Regions from separate parts of the Sus scrofa genome. Here regions 1 and 2 are each linked to region 3. Evidence: chromatin contacts called from public HiChIP or PLAC-seq data. All regions are on one chromosome and are shown on one strand. The core of a region is the stretch at or near the end of the contact, and the rest is flanking DNA. Distances in the headings are between cores, read along the strand shown.

What was found. HiChIP or PLAC-seq counts read pairs in DNA pulled down with a chosen protein or histone mark.
Region 1: an H3K27ac HiChIP or PLAC-seq map of skeletal muscle shows a contact between it and region 3. The contact joins two enhancer-like sites. A contact is called at or near these places in 2 of 47 Hi-C or Micro-C datasets (embryonic fibroblasts and fibroblasts) and 1 of 2 datasets of contacts at active chromatin or transcription factors (skeletal muscle).
Region 2: a contact with region 3 is called in an H3K27ac HiChIP or PLAC-seq map of skeletal muscle, with 6 times the contacts expected there. The contact joins two enhancer-like sites. A contact is called at or near these places in 8 of 47 Hi-C or Micro-C datasets (embryonic fibroblasts, epiblast stem cells, fetal skeletal muscle and 4 more) and 1 of 2 datasets of contacts at active chromatin or transcription factors (skeletal muscle).

What each region holds. Positions count from the first base shown.
Region 1 is chr15:93,602,040-93,604,739 of Sscrofa11.1, forward strand. No RefSeq gene overlaps it. Among named protein-coding and RNA genes, the nearest start is that of COL3A1, 46 kb to the left of the region's middle. Within about 2 kb of position 1,307, at least 13 of the 83 cell types and tissues checked have an H3K27ac peak or open chromatin away from gene starts, as enhancers often do. A contact at or near this core is called in skeletal muscle, where this site is marked.
Region 2 is chr15:93,669,695-93,672,394 of Sscrofa11.1, forward strand. The region is part of intron 6 of COL5A2 (collagen type V alpha 2 chain); the gene reads right to left. Among named protein-coding and RNA genes, the nearest start is that of COL5A2, 88 kb to the right of the region's middle. Within about 2 kb of position 1,292, at least 17 of the 83 cell types and tissues checked have an H3K27ac peak or open chromatin away from gene starts, as enhancers often do. A contact at or near this core is called in fetal skeletal muscle and skeletal muscle, where this site is marked.
Region 3 is chr15:93,202,068-93,204,782 of Sscrofa11.1, forward strand. All of the region lies in intron 5 of GULP1 (PTB domain-containing engulfment adapter protein 1), which reads left to right. Among named protein-coding and RNA genes, the nearest start is that of DIRC1, 210 kb to the right of the region's middle. Within about 2 kb of position 1,299, at least 18 of the 83 cell types and tissues checked have an H3K27ac peak or open chromatin away from gene starts, as enhancers often do. A contact at or near this core is called in fetal skeletal muscle and skeletal muscle, where this site is marked.

The DNA of each region.
Region 1 (2,700 bases), core at 57-2,556, 400 kb after region 3:
TTCACAGTTCTCACCTTATCTCTTTCTTGATGGAGAATGGAATAGAACTCTCTTTACCTTCAAACTGGTATCTAAGCAAAAATTATTTCACTCGTAAAATTTATTTTATGTCTTGGGGGTAAAATTTTTGCAGTCATTATAACATTTTTGTAAAATGGAGATAAGTAAGACAAAAATTATTTCTCACATCAGTGAACCCTTCTTTAAAGTCTTCTTTGAATATGACATAATTCTGACAAAACACATGTACAATTCTGTATAGTGCTTATTTCATTTAACACAATACCATTTTTATCCATGAATTTTTTATTTTGATAATAATTAGGAAAAATATAGAGAAAAAAATTAAAGGAATGGCACCAAGGTTAGAAATAACACCAAAGTGACTGTACTGTTATCTAGTTTATACTAAAATTATACTTGTCTGAGTTCTGTCTTAGAGGAATGTCTTTATTTTTAAAAGTGAGTCATAAACTGTGAAAAATATTTTCCTTTCAGACATAACTCTCCATTGAGTCATAACTCACTAAGTGAGCTTGATACAACATTGGTGAAAATATTTCATGTGACAGAGCATACATGAAACCTCTCACCAAATTGTATGTTTCCCACTTTACCACACCCAAAGTTGTCAGAAATTGTCGAAGAATCACTTTTGACTCAATGCCATAAAGGAAAAAAGATTAAGATCCATAGCCAGTATTTTTTTAAACAAATTCTTGTCTGATAATTTTTGCTTCCCCTTCTTCTTTTCACCTCTTTAAATCTTGTTCAAAAAGTATTTCCCTTTAGACTCCTGAGTGTTTTCACTAAAATACATAGAATGACTTGACATCTTTTTAACCACATTTGTCATGACATTTATTAACAGAAGGCCACCCTATGTAGTCCATAAAAGTTATAAATGGGAATTACTGTATTTCATGCCAGTTTAGTGTTAATGGGAAAGCAACTATATGTTTGTTGGAATTTTGAAAATGAGACATTTCACAATTAAATAAAAGGGAGAAAAAAATTAAAATATTTAACTTCTGTCTTAGATTAGGTTCCCTGGAAACATACTCTACGATGGCGACTTATGTATGGAAGATTTATTGGGCATCAGCTCAGGAGATACTGAAAGCCAAGCTTGGACAGAAAGAGAAGATGACCCACATGCAGTTGACACGGAGGCTTCTGGCAATCCTCCAAGAAGCTCTGGCGCCAAGATGGCCTTTCTGAATTGTTGTAATTCACAGTAAGAAGGATGGGTCTGTGTATCCTTCACTCAGATACTCGCTGACTCTGGGCCAGAACCTGGAAGGAATGGAGAGTAGGGGAAACTTCTGTAAGGCAGTCTTGGCAACTGAAGGAATCTTCAGTGAGGGACATGGCCGTGAGCCCTCCGTAATAGGAGCTGATAGGTCAACACTCTGGCTCTGAAGAGATAACATGGCTGGAACAACACATTATCTACTACAAGCTCCGATTCCACTCTCACACTCCGCCAAACACTCTAGGGAAATATAACACATGATTCCTCTCTGTTAGGAATGTGTTGTCTAGAATAGATCATTTGAACCCATATGAAATGGTACAAAAGCCTTCAAGATGAACAATTAAGTGCTAAATTGTGCTCTGTCAACCGTGCAAGATCTAGGTAGTAGAGTAGAAAATGAATTGGCCAGTGATGATTATACTGTCATAACATTCTTCTTTAAGAAAATTAAACTTGAGTTGTACAGTAAAGGAGTATGATTTTGGTAAACTGGAGCAAATGAAAGCTACTTTAGAGTAAGAAACCAAAAAAAAAAAAAAAAAGGAGAATTAGAAACAGGAATGATTATTCCACGGTCATGGGATGGTGACAAATCCGGGCTACCTAAATCTATTTATATCAACTCAACGACATTATTGAGCAATTATTAATGCAAAGCTCAGAACTACATGCTCAAAAAGATTTGAGCAATAGAACGAGATTCCACAAAATTTAGAAACCAACATGTCACAGGACTCAAAGTAATAAGTTGTATTAGAAAGTTAGAAAGGAGTTCCCTGGTGGCCTAGCAGGTGGGGATTTGTGGCTCAAGTTCCATCCCTGTCCCGGGAACTTCTGCATGCCATGGATGTCGCCAAAACAAAGAAAGAAAGAATGATATAAGTCACTTAGAGAGGCACAAGAATGGAACCATCATGCCTCTTTGGAGGCATTCAGGAAAGGTTATGTGAAGTATATTTGGCAATTTATATTAGCCCAGTTTCAGCTGAAGCATGGGTTTCATGTAGTGGTGTTAGAGTCTGCACCAAAGAGCTTAGAATAGCAAGGTGACAGATTTTTGTCTTTTTTTTTTCTAATCTACATTTCATGGAGATCCATCAAAAGAATGATATTAAATATTGGCAGGCTGTTGCTCAAGGGGAGCACAAGTTCAAGGGAAGTATAGTGAAACAGAATCAGGTTTATAGGCAATAAAGAATGAATACATTCTTCTATAATGAACCTGTTGCAGGATAAAGAAGGATGAGTCTTCATTTTAGGGAAGAAAAGGATGAGACTAAAGAGACTTGGCAAGGACACAGAGAACTTTTTTTTTTTTTTTTTTTTTCAAAGACTAGACCGAGGGAAGAGTCACAGGGTGTAGACATACTTACTGAGGAAATTAGGTTAAGAGGGGAAAATGGGGACAGCAAAAGGAGGACATCAGAAGTCATGCAGGAGAT
Region 2 (2,700 bases), core at 42-2,541, 470 kb after region 3:
GCCCAAAGAAATAGCAAAAAGACAAAAAATAAATAAATAAATAAATAAATAAATAAATATGTACTTAGTAGAAAACAAAATGCACAGACTTCTCAATGGAGAAGTGTTTTCGTTATTTTTTAAATGACTAGCCATACTGTATGATTCCAACTCTATGACATTCTGGTAAAAGCAAAACTATTGAGACAGCAAAAGGTTGGTGGCTGCAGGGGTTAGGGTGAGGATGTGGGGGATGAATAGACAGAGCACAATGATTTTTAGGGCAGTGAAAATACTCTTAAGATACTATAATGGTATACACATGTAAATATACACTTGCTTGAAGACACAAAATATATAACACCAAGAGGGAACCTTAATGTACACTATGGACTCTGACAGGGGATGTTGATAATGGGGAAAGCTATGCATGTATGGGGGCAGAGAGTATATAGGAACTCTCTGTACTTTACCTTCAATTTGATGTAAACCTAAAACTACCTTTAAAAAATTGTCTTAAAAAATAGCAAGCCAGCCCCCTACAGTATGTTTCATCAGCTATGCCAACATTGCAGATTTCAGCACTGGTTACAGCCTCTACCATCAGAACATGGTATATTCTGTGTAAGAATTTTACTTTTGATGTGTTAAATCCCCAGTAATCATTCTTCTTGGAAGACTGAATTCAGTTCATCAGTATTTTATAATCAGCTTGCTTATTTGGTTGAGTTTTGCTCTTCAAGAATATCTAATCAACATTGTCTTTTTCTTTTTTTCTTTTTTTTTTTTTTTTTGGCCATGCCCATGGCATACAGAAATTCCTAGGCCAGGAATCAAACCTGTGCCACAACAGTGACCTGAGCCACAGCAGTGATAATGCTAGACCCTTTAACCACTCGGACACCAGGAAACTCCAACAATTTCTAAATTCATTTGTCTGTCTTAGATTAAATTAACTTTGTATGTGCTTGCTTAATCTCTCCTCACTTATAAAAAGAATGTGATGGGTTCCTGATCGGGGTTTGTGGTTTTTCTCATCTTTCTAATTTTTTAATGCTTCACATATTTCCTGGCTGATAGTAGACATTCAGTATATGCTTATTACATTTTCACATTTCAATCCTCTTTACCCTAGTACTTGAAGTCTGGCACGCTTTATTTTCCCTACCACTCCCAAAGGTAGACCAGAGCAATGAGAAGGAGAGGGAAAGGCATGGGGACTCTGCCAAGTCTAGTTCTCAGGGAAGTGAGCAATGAGCGTTAGCTGCCAAATTCCACCCTCCTCCTAACCCACATTCTGAAGGCAGCTTGGGGAACAGCCACGTCCTCAGTTCTGGAAAGGCTCCGTCTCCTAACCTCATCATTCCCATAAGACTTGTTAAGTATTTGCTGGCTTTTTAACCCTGGAGATTCTAAACAGGAAGAAAGAAAGGAAAGAAAGGACTAAAGAACTCAAAATCCAATGTGATTTTACTAAATAGAAGCAGGGATCAAGAAAAATATGGTAAGTGAGTTAGAGTTTAATAGCAAAAGAAGCTTCTTATGCTTAAGCATGAGAATATCTACATAATAAGCCAAAATGACCTGATACAGCAGAGGGAGTAAATATGGGATAAGCAGAGGGGGCAGTTTGTATAGGATGTTTGGGGGCATAATAGCTATTGAGAAATTTAACTAATATATTTCAATATATTCAAACATTTATGTTTGACATGTTTACTTTCTGGAGTAGTGGAATAATTCAGCTAATTTATCTATTCAAATAGAAGTAGGTAACTTAGCCTAAAAAAGCTCACATTTTCAAAACTAATTTCTCAGAAAATTATTCTCACCCTTTAAAAATCAAGACCCTTCTGACTGCTAAACCACTAACAAATCACTGCACTCTTTTTTCATTATACATAATGGAGGCTAATTTTTAATTGCTATATAGGACTTCTGAATCATATAAATGTGACACCATGAGCTGGAAATGTATATTGGCAATAGTCCAGCCTACTCACAAAACCTTGTGTGGAAAACTCTTAAAGTATTTTTAAAGTGTGAAACTGATCATTGATAACCAAGTATTGTTAATATTGAGAAAAATGAGATAAAAAAATAACAACAACAACAAAAAAAGAGCTAAAACAATCTCTGCTCCCAAAGAGATTTCCAAAGACAAAACCAAAAACAACATTTAGTGTCCGTGGGAGTAGAGAGAGGTTTGGCTAATATTAATCCTCAAAAACGTATGTCCTTTTTCCAGTTCTCTGTGATTAATGATCATGTTTAAAAGTCTGCTCTGAAGACAGCTCACTTTCTCACTGGCTTCATGATGCATTCTGTGCCTCCATGGTATCTCCTCTAAATAGCTTACATGATTTACTTCCATACAAATTGAGATTAAAATCAATAAAAACTTGTTAAAGTTATCAAAATTAAGTGAGCATAATGAGCATGATTATAAGAGAAAATAAGAAAAAATATTATATATTTTACTGATAAAACTTTAAAACAAAAATTATGTTTAGAATACATTAAAACACATACTTTCATATTTCCAAGTGATCTGATGCACATAAGTTTTATATTAAGGTGAGTGTTCAATGTATAATTATTCCTTCCCATCCTCCAGAATATTCCCAGTATCTCAGGCAGCAATCCACGATAAAACAGAAAGTACTTGTAGATTGCCACTAGGTGGCGACTTTAAACAGTCCCAAGTAGAAAAGACTACTA
Region 3 (2,715 bases), core at 49-2,548:
GATTAGAATTAATTCATTAATTTTATTGCCTAATAAGTATATTCCATTAATAATTAGTTAGATTTCACTTTTTTAAAGTCTTTCGAGAAAGGAATAGAAATTGTGTGATCATGATAATTAAAATTCAATTGCATTCCCTTTAGTATTCTTTAAACTATTCCACTTACCAGTAGCATATTATTACAAAGAACTTTATGTATTTCAAGTAATAGTTCATCCTTCCACATCATTTGCGGTGATAAAGGCTTGTTTTTATTTGTTTGTTGTATCCAGGTAACCTCCAAAATTCTTAGGCTTTACCCCCTTTTACTATTTTTTTTGGACTATTGTATTCAAGCTTTTTGGTCATCTAAATCACTCTATCTAGATGACCAAAAGATAAATTCAGTGGAGCAAAAATAGAAAATAAAACTGCAAAAAGGCTGTTTAGCATTAACATTCCAGTAATAAATAGGGAGAAAAAAAGAATACAATGTAAGAATGAAAGTGTCTTCAAAATGTAAATTAGAAGTGTTCTGGAACACAGTTGAGAGGTCTCCAAGTAGGAAAAGAAATGTAGATCATGCAAACTATAGAATATGGTCATCTTAAATTTTAAAAATAAGGGCAGGAATGAGAATATTAAACCGTTTAAAATATAGATTGAACAGATGTAACCTTAAGCTTAAATGTTTTGCAATATCTATGCAACAATCAAGGCCAGTAACCAGTGAAAACCTTGATAAACATGACAATAGAACTGAAATTTTTTTTGTCTAACTCAGAAAATGTGCTGTGCAAAAGAAAAGTGTTATTTAGTAGGTAGCAGAACTAGGTTCTAGGCCTGATTGCTATAGATTCATGTTATGATCCAAGTAAATAACTTCTTTGAGACTTACTTTCTCACCTTTGAAATGGGAGGATTGGATTGGGTGACCTCTGAATCTTCTTTGAGCACAATTACTTTATCTTGATGTGAAGCAGAGGAAAAGGTTTCACAAGCTGTAGGCCAGGTATTTTATGTTCCTTTCTTTTTCTTTGTCCCATTCTCTTGCTTCCCTTCCTCCCTCCCATGTTTTTTCTACTTCTAGCCCCTACTTCCTCCCTTTGTTCATTTTTTCCATTATTTCTTCCCTTTTTTTTTTTTTTTTTTTTTTTTTTCCGGGCAGAAAAGAAATAACTCAACAGATAAGTTTAATATTAGTGGTTGTTTTGTGATGTACTTTTTGGAAAGTAAAAGAGGTCACAGGAACGGTGGTGTCCAGATGTGGAAAAGGAGCTATTGCTCATTGTCTGTTTCTGGAAAAGAGCAGCACCCAGGAAGCCAGCTTAGACTGCTTCTGCAGCCAACCATGGGAATGGCTTTGTTCAGATGCGTTCCCATAGATGGAAAGCAGCTGACTTACTTTGTCAGACTCCATATGTGAAAACCCGCAAATTGTTTTGATTATACCAATACAGGAAGAAGATTATGAAGGGAAAAGAAACAAATTAATCCACTTTCTTTGGGAGGGAGCTGGGATAATTTTTAAAGATCTTTACTGAAGCAAAACATAGTTTCTTAAAGACAAAAGAAAAAGAAAATTCCTCTGGCATGAATTAGTCAAATTTATGTGCAAAATGTAAGACTGCTGAAGACCAAGAAAAAAAGCTGTCTGTATTTATAGAACAGGACAGACAGCAAGCTGAAAAATTATACCATCCAAAATGAAATAAAAGAAATAGAACCACCCCCTGACCCCCCCATTCCCCCTCTGTCTTGGCTAACAAGGCAGACACTTCAAGGCATTCTTATATGCATTAAGTACATTATTCTCCATGCAGTGCAAAGCCATGAAGAGAGAAAGAGGCCTTCAGCCACTCTCTGCTCTGGGACTGAACTATACCATGTGTATTCACATCTGGCCTGAATTAGAAAGAAATGCACAATGCAATAAATATGACACACAAAAGAAGACTGAAACCCCACCCTGCCTTACGTATAGTCTATTTTGAATCAAGTTAGGGTGAGCCATATGCTGAAAAATTTTATACTAGAAACTAACTTTTGAAGCCCTCACAAGGGGAGAATGAATAAAATTATTTTCCAATGGTTCTTTTCTGTTTCTTGAAAAAAAAAAGGTAGGCAGGGGAGGACGGAAAGAAGGAAAGTGGGGAGAGAGTAGCATTGCCAAATAAAACTAAGACACTTGGTAAACTTTGAATTTCAGATAAACAATGAATGATTTTTTTGGTACAACTGTGTCCCAAGTATTGCATGGGACATACTTATACTAAATAGCATATATATGTTATATATAAGTGTGTGTGTGTGTGTGTGTGTGGAGTGTATATGTGTATTCTAAAATAAAGATTTTTGAAAATAGTCATTGTTTAATATTCATATTTAACTGAGCTTCTGTAATTTTTCTACCACTAAATCTGACAGTGCTGAGAGAGAGAGGAAGAAACTCCATCCACTAAGTGCATGAGTATTCTGATTTTCTTTTTGATTTTTTTTTTGGTTTGTTTTGCTTTTTAGGACCGAACTCGCAGCATATGGAAATTCCCAGGCTAGGGGTCAAATCAGAGCTGCAGCTGCCAGGCTATGCCACAGGCACAGTAACGCCAGATCCAAGCTGCATTTGCAACCTGCACCACAGCTCACAGCAATGCCGAATTCTTAACCCGCTGAGCGAGGCCAGAGATCGAAACGCTACCTCAAGGATACTAGTCAGATTTGTTACCACTGAGCCA